2 separate regions of the Zea mays genome follow, and region 2 is linked to region 1. Evidence: chromatin contacts called from public Hi-C data. All regions are on one chromosome and are shown on one strand. Each heading gives the region's core, a stretch centred on a gene start, on an enhancer-like site or on the middle of the called end of the contact. The rest is flanking DNA. Distances are from core to core; before and after follow the strand shown. Region 1 holds the start of LOC100383324. Region 2 holds the start of LOC103651156 (ubiquitin carboxyl-terminal hydrolase 13).

The links. Hi-C and Micro-C count contacts between places; a contact is called where the count stands out from the background.
Region 2: a contact with region 1 is called in a Hi-C map of leaf, with 4 times the contacts expected there. The contact joins the promoter of LOC103651156 here to the promoter of LOC100383324 in region 1. A contact is called at or near these places in 5 of 25 Hi-C or Micro-C datasets (ear, leaf and tassel) and 1 of 3 datasets of contacts at active chromatin or transcription factors (seedling).

Annotation. Positions count from the first base shown.
Region 1 is chr3:197,874,439-197,878,415 of Zm-B73-REFERENCE-NAM-5.0, forward strand. LOC100383324 reads right to left here and starts at 2,199. Exons shown (of 5, transcript NM_001175982.2): 1 at 2,002-2,199; 2 at 1,599-1,868; 3 at 1-126. The coding sequence starts at 1,866.
Region 2 is chr3:198,170,263-198,174,203 of Zm-B73-REFERENCE-NAM-5.0, forward strand. LOC103651156 (ubiquitin carboxyl-terminal hydrolase 13) reads left to right here and starts at 2,538. Exons shown (of 33, transcript XM_020550461.2): 1 at 2,538-2,836; 2 at 3,008-3,107. The coding sequence starts at 2,813.

The sequences.
Region 1 (3,977 bases), core at 949-3,448:
TGGTTACTTCTGACTTAAATAGAGGTGCATGAAGAGAACCTCCATGAATGGGACGATATGAAGGCAGGAGTTTGCCTCGCTTCTGAGCATAAATTTGTAACTGACTCTTGTAAGGAAGCTGGGTCTCTACATAAAAAAAGAATAGAGTGTGACAGGTAAAGCAAAAAGAAAGTTTCCTCTTTTAGATGAGTGAAAAACACTTACTGCATGAAGAAAAATTATCTTTATAGCTTGAGAGAATAAATATAGAGATATAAGTAAACGACAAATCAACTAATCAAAACTTAAAAATAGAAAATAATAACAACTTTCCAGGAATGACATATGGATCATATGATGAATAGTCCTAAGATGCAATCGCGTAACCGATTTGCTAAACCTACAGACAGTTTCTTCTCCTGCATTTCTTAAATGAGTTCGAGATGACCTCTTAGCAGATTATTATGTAGACATTGACTCACATGGTACTTCTGCTATATCCATTATACACAACCAGAATATTATTTCGAGGTCCACTAGCTACAAAAATTGCATGATGCCCTTGCAAAATCACGTGCAACCAATAAAAAAACAGAGAGTAAAGTGTGCTGGTTAGGTCCTGTTTAGAAGCAACCCGGTTTTTAAGAAATCAATTTTTATTTTTTAGCTAGGAGAGACTAGCTTCTTGGTTTTTAAGAAACTGTGAATCCAATTTCTATAAACTGAGGCATAAACTGGTATGTTTGGAACCACCTCAATTTCCATAAACCAGTTTCTTAAAAATTTGGTGGTTCCAAACAGGCCCTTAACCTACCTACCTACTTACATGAATGCTTCCTAGCAATACTACCATTGCACTAGTAGCATTACAAAAAGAGGGGTCATTTTCCTCTATTGGAACAATAATGCTAGTAACATTCACCTGTAAATACTTGGATTGCTAATAAGTTCAAGTCTTCTTCAGTTCAACTGGTAAGATTAATTTCAAAAGATAAGGAGATGCTTACACCTTGGAGGGTTCCTACTGATTCAAGCACCCGCACCACCTCGAAACAACTAAATGTAACTCATACGGAACTCAAATCGATAATAAGGGTGCGAAATCAAGTGCAATCAATACAAAATCAAAGAGTAAAGTGTGCTGGTGAGCCTATCTACCTGCATGAATGCTTCCTATGAATCTAACTTTGAACTAGTATTATTAATTTATTATAAATATAGGGGTCAATTCCACTGTTCCAAGAATAATGTTAGTAAAATTCACCTGTAAATACTTGGATTGCTAATAAGTTCAACTCTTCTTCAGTTCATCTGGTAAGATTAATTTCAAAAGGTAGGCAGATGCTTAAACCTTGGAGTGATTCCTACCCATACCATACAAGCACCCACGCCACCTCCAAATAATTAAATGTAACTGGTAAGGAACTCAGAACGACAAGGGTGCGAAAATCCAATGCTAGCACACCATCATCCAGGGAAAGAAACTATTTTCAATTGTTTTTTTATGAAAACATGGTGTTTTTCGAAAGAAAAATAAGATAATTTTTTTTGTTTTTTCCCACGGAGGTTCATGATCTAACAGTGCATATTTGGTCCCAGGGGACAAGCTGGCAGCTCACCGGATGAGGGCGGCGCTGGAGCAGCCGGGGCAGGGGCAAGGGCCGCGGCCGGGAGCGCGATGAGGTTGTCGAAGGCGGCCATCGCCGCGAGGTTGTACGCCTCCTTGAGTGACTTCTCCCCTTCATCCCGGGAACTGAACCTCTCGCCATTCACGACGACAGTGGCGCGGAAGAGGGGCGCGTGGGCAGGACCCTCTCGGGTAGGCTCGTACAACGGCGGCGCCCATCGCCGCTTCTGGCACAGCTCCTGCAGCCGTGACTTGTACATTTCTGCGAGAGGTTAGAATATTGGGTAACACATAAAACAACAGCTTCTTAGAATCTTGTCACTCAAATCAGGAAAACGCTAGAGGGAAGGGGGGGTACAAGGGAGATCTCGACACAGGGCGCTGCGGCTGTATACCTTGGAGTCGGGCACCGCTGGTGGATGCCGAGGGAGCCGGGCACCGTCGGTGCAGGCAGAGGGCCGGCCGTCGCAGGTGGAGTCCGAGGGGAGCCGAGCCTTCGGTGGAGTCCGTCCGAGCAGAGCCGGGCGCCGCCGCCGCCACAGCACACGGAGAGCCACTCGGATGAGGTTGAGGAAAGAGAGAGGAATACGCCCAGGTGGCCAGGTCTCACGTGAAACGTTTCATTGCCTGCGATAGAGGTGTCAACGGGACCCGATACCCGCTAACTCATGAGGAATTCCCCTATTAGGGTATGGATATGGGACAAAAATTGTCGCATGGGTATGGATATAGGTCAAAATCTCCACCCATTGGGTAAATGGGTATGGGTTTGGGAAGCAATAATCCGAACCCGATTACCCATGGGTATTTCATACGTGTACATATGTCCTGTTTGTATGAATGAGTTGAGGTCGAGTCGGCCACCAAGCCCAGCACGACAGCACACTAGACCCCAGGTCCTAGCCCAACAAGGCAACACGGCAAGGCAACTAGCAGACTAGCAAAAAATAAAATCCTAAAATAACAAGCCATACACTATGTCCTGCCGAGCCGGCCTGCCGCCGCATGCCTAGACAGCTGCCCTTGCACTGCACATTGGCGACTTCACCAGTGACGAGGAGCACTGTCGACTGCTAGGAGCTGAGAACGACAATGACGACCATGGATTCTCAGGCGCCAACAAACTCGGATGTGACCAAGGAAGGTGAGCAGACTCCATTTCACCATTTCTTATATTGGTCTCGAAGTACTGATTTCTTTTCTGATGGATGGATGAATGGATCATGGTTCATGGATGAGTGCTTGCCGATGTGGTGATATATGAAATCTGTATAATTTATGCTAGATGTTAGTAACTAGTTATCCCTCAATTGGGAATGGGGGCCCATTGGGGACCCGAAACCCGAATGAGGATGGGTATGAGATGAGTTTTGCACCCATGATAGGTATGGGTATGGGTATGAGGATGGATCAAACATGATGGGGATGGGTTTGGGATGCTATAACCTGGTGGGGAATTCTCCATTGACATCTCTAGCCTGCGATTTGATCCAAGGGCAAAAATGGCCATTCACTAGATGCCAATATAATAAAATAAAAACAGATCTCCTTAAAATTGTATTTAGCAAGTTTGTAAACAGCTATTGGGCGTTCAAAAATTGTGGGTAACAGTTGTTATTATTTAGGGAGTTAATCTGTTTGAAATCAAATTGGTGGGCCATTTGGATTCCATGTAACACAACTGTCTCTTACGTTGCTCCTCTTCCAAAACGTTGTCGTTCTTCTGTTCCAAAAAGTCGCTGCCGCCGCTAGACAGTCGCTCAACAGCTGCCGCCGACACCACTTGACGTTGCTCCGTGCCTATCAAAAGCCGCCACTCAACAGACACCGCCGCTTGCTCTTGACGTTGCTATCTGCCGCTTGATGTTGCTCTCTGCCGCTGAACAGCAGATTGATATCTGATACGGTAATGGTTCTCTACTGATTTTGTTTTAGGTACAAGTATATTCATCATACAATTCTTTTCAAAGACAGTTAATGAGTCGCAATAGAAGGTGTTTGTCAAGATTTGTGGATGATTCATCATCGGATGATTTTGCTGCACAAATTGTACAAAATTATCCACATGTCCTTAGAAATCCATGTGGCTCTGTTCCAGAACGTGCATATATATACATATATATCGAGATAGAGAAGCTGCATATGCGAGAATGTATCAAGATTAATTGGCTGATACTTCCACTTATGGCCCAACCTTGTTTAGACGGAGACACCATTTTATTTAATTTGTATTGTTAATAGGTGCCTTATTGATGATATAGATGTTTAATTATTCCGTTTCCACATGTTTAGGATGAATCGACCACTATTTATTCGCATAATGAATACTGTGGAACAACATAATGATTACTTCGAGCAGAAGAGAAACACA
Region 2 (3,941 bases), core at 1,288-3,787, 300 kb after region 1:
TCCTAGACAGCTTGGTGGTGGTTCCCCGCGAGCTCTTCAACGAAGATTGTGAAGAGGCCACAATGGTGATTGTGAAGAGGCCACGATGGTGATTGTGAGAGGCGTTGTGCTTGCCTTGCCGGAGCGGTGAAAAGCAACTCTAGTGGAATCGAGGTTTGAGGGTTCATTGACCAATCTGGGTTAAGAGATCAAGTGGAGACTTGATAGAGGAGCGGTTGGGTGATTTGAATCTGCCTCAACGTGGACTAGGGGTGACCGGCAAGTCATCGACACCACGAGAAAAATTATTGTGTCAAGTGTCACCATCTCCCCATTGGTTTGCAACTTTCCTCACTAGCTTGTATTTATTTGTTCATATACTTATGCTAGTGAGTGTTTGTTGCTCTTGTATATCTAGTCATACTTGTTGTAAAATATTTACCCACTTGTTAGCTAATCTGTTTTGCTTAGCCTGTGTAGCTAAGTAGTTGTTTCTCTCTCGTTGTGCTTGTGTAGTGCAACTAGTGAATTTTGCTAGTAGTGCTTGTGCGACTTGCTTACTAGTATGTTTAGGAGCTCTCGGTGTGCTTAGAATTATAGTTGCATAAGTTTGTATGACCTTGCTAACTAGATTTGTGTGGGAGAGCTCTTTCACTATCTTGGCACCTTAGTTGCTTCAATTAGGATTTTTATCAGGTATTTGTTATAGTTAGATATGTGTAGTCTTTGCTAGACCAACATAGTATTAATTCTCTCATTTATTTTTGTTAGCCAACATAATTAGTTTTAGAAAGGACTATTCACCCCCCTCTAGTCCGCCATCTCGACCCTACACCGCCGTCCACGCCCCACCTCGTTTCCGGAGTAGCACCGCATCACCATCGAAGATCGGAGGCTTTAATACCACTTGTCACGACCCTTGGTCGGCGCGACGTCGCCGATGTGAGGAGGTGAACAATCTTCGATGATCGTCGGTACAGGAACAACCAGAGGTTGCTTTGTATTTCATTTTTCTGTTCTGTTCCCCTCTTCTGTCCCAGGCGACACCCTCAAATACTATGGATAACATGCTGCCCACATACGTCCCACACATATCCATACGCTGGGCCAACATATGGTCCACACACACATCTTCCGCTCCTCCTGTATATGTATATGATAGAGAAGGGGTATACAGGAATGAGAAGTAGGCATAGGGCTTAAAATCGACGTAGTTGCAGAACGGGATGGGGAACGACTCTAGGCCACGTGCGGGTCGCCGACCCAACACGCGGTGACAATAGTCACAGTCGCGCGGAGGGCGCGGCAGGCCGACTCAGTGACCGCGCCCAGTGCCACCGGATTGCTCATGTCGGACGGACGCTAGAGGCACGGGATGAACGAGCACATAGATGTTTTTTTTTCTTTTTCTATGTAAGGTAGCAGGCGATGGAGCCATCCATGCGACCGAGCATGGCGTGCGTGTCACCGAGCTGCATCCATCTGGAGAAGGCGACGAGGGGCCGCTCCTCGCCCCTCTTGTTGTCGGGCTCGGTAGCTTGCCGCTGCTGGTCGTCGGTCTCGGCCTCAGCAGCAGGGGGAGGCATCTTTGGTGATGTGATGATGGTGACAACGGGCTCAAGGACAAGGATGACATTGGTGTGGTGGTCGAGGACGGCCGTTCGTGGCGAGGGCGGGGGTTGGATGACGACAGGGAAGGCACGGATGCATGACGACATGCGAGAGGGACGGTCGCGGCATCTGCGAAGCAAGTTTGTAGACTAGGGCGGGGGTTGGATGCGGGCATCGCGTGGTGGGAGTCACGGTGGGTATCACACAACTCGAGGGGGCAACATGAGGGGGGGGGAGGGCGGCAAGCGAGAGCTGTCTCTGGGGCTTTTGACGCTCGGGGCTCAGATACGGGGGCACCAGGGCGAGGGCATTACTCTCGTTCTCTGTAGGTACCACGTCCATGCTTAAGGGATGTTTGAATGCACTAGAGTTAATAGTTAGTAACTAAAATTAGTTGAGACATCTAAACACCCTAGCTAATAGTTCAGCTATTAACTATTTTTGTAAATTAGTTAATAGTTAGTTAGTTATTTGTTAGCTAGCTAATTCTACTAACAATTTTTAGCTAACTAACTATTAGTTATAGTGCATTCAAACACCCTCTTAATAGGAGTATATAATAGAATATAACCGGTGAAATGGGGGTGGAGAGGTTTGGACTAAAGAGGTGTTTGAATGCACTAAAATAATAGTTAGTTGACTAAAAATCGTTAGTGGAATTAGCTAGCTAACTATTAACTAATTTACCAAAAATAACTAATAGCTAACTATTAGATAGAGTATTTGGATGTCTTAACTAATTTTAGCCACTAACTATTAGTTTTAGTGTATTCAAACACCCTCTAAGGATTGATTATAAAAAATAATTGTAAATGTTTCTTTAAGCACTAGTTTGGAAACTTCAATTTTTCACGAGATTTTTATTTTTCCAAAAGAAATTAGTTTATTTTCCCTTTAAAAAATAGGAATCCTCGAAAAAATATAGTTCCCAAACTAGTGAGAGTGTAGACGTTCGAAGGAGAAAGAAGAGACTGCACGGTGAACGGGCTTACGCGCCCAAAATGTGAAACTGGCCCGTTTGCGAAATTGGCAGTCGCGCAGCGCAGCTTTTATATAGCCAAATCTTTCTTTCTTTTTTCATCGTCTTGGCCCCTCCTCCCTTTCGCCTTCATCTTCCCTAAACCCTAGGCAGTGTCCTAAATACGCTCTCCCCCGGTGGGGTCGCTACAGCGATCTGATCTTTCGCCAGTCACCGGCGCCGGAGGCTCCGCGCTCTATACTCATGGTTGTCCCGCGCGCTCCCGAGGTAAAATTTCTGTCCAATCTGCGCTCGTTTCACTGTAACAGACCAGATGGTTCGTTACCTTTGGTAGGAAGGGATTTGCGATCCGGTGCTGGTGGCCGTGGTTATATTAGATTCGGATGGGCTTGCGCGGGTGATTTTTAGACCTGTTTTCATGGTTCTTGGTGTTTGCAGCAGACACAGCAGGACCAGGATGAGGAGATGCTGGTTCCGCATCAGGATGCCATTGAGGGTCTGCAGAAGGATGTTCTTGAGGGTCCGCAGCCGATGGAAGGTGAGGTTTTTTTGGGTGTCATTTGAGAAACCCCGTGCGTAGTTTAATCTCGCCTTACATCTATTGGGTTTTTTCTTTGCTAACACATTATCTTTGAAGGGCATCCATTTCATTTTTGTTTTTCACGGCGATATACGATATGGCTAGGGCTATAGCGCGGTTCTTTTGCAAACATAACTTCCATGCCTGGTTTTTGCCACTATAAAAAAATAGTGCCTTTAACTTATGTTGCTTTAATCATGATTTTGGAACAGTTTGTAATGTGGTTGGTTTGGTCAATCATCCTTGTACCCTATCGATAGAAATGGTTATTCATCGTTGCAATGTTTTCTCATCATCTTTTATGATGTCTTCCAATAATAGTGTATAACCTATATGTTGTGTGTTACTGCTGCTATGCCGCGGAATCTTCAAGGGAAGAATATTTTTTTTCATACTCTCAGAAACCGTTGCACCATGGAAGATAACATTATTGTTTTATCAAAGTCAACTATTTATGCTCATTTGTAGCTTTTTTTCTGATTATTATTATTGTAAAAAGGTGATTGAATTACTGTAACAACATATGCACAAAAGTTGGAACTGCATACATGGCTCCTGCAATTATTCTCACGCATCTGAAATTACAAATTACAACTGATATGATTATTTAACTTTAACTGGAGCGTTTTTCTGGAGGCCAGACATTCTATGCTGCCTTGTATTATGCATTTTGTTCATTATGCTACCCATGGTAGTAAGCATTTTACTTTTACCTACGTAATTGATACCGTGGATGAAGTACAATGGAAATCCCAAAGGATACTTGTTTTCTCTTTACTGCAATGATTATTA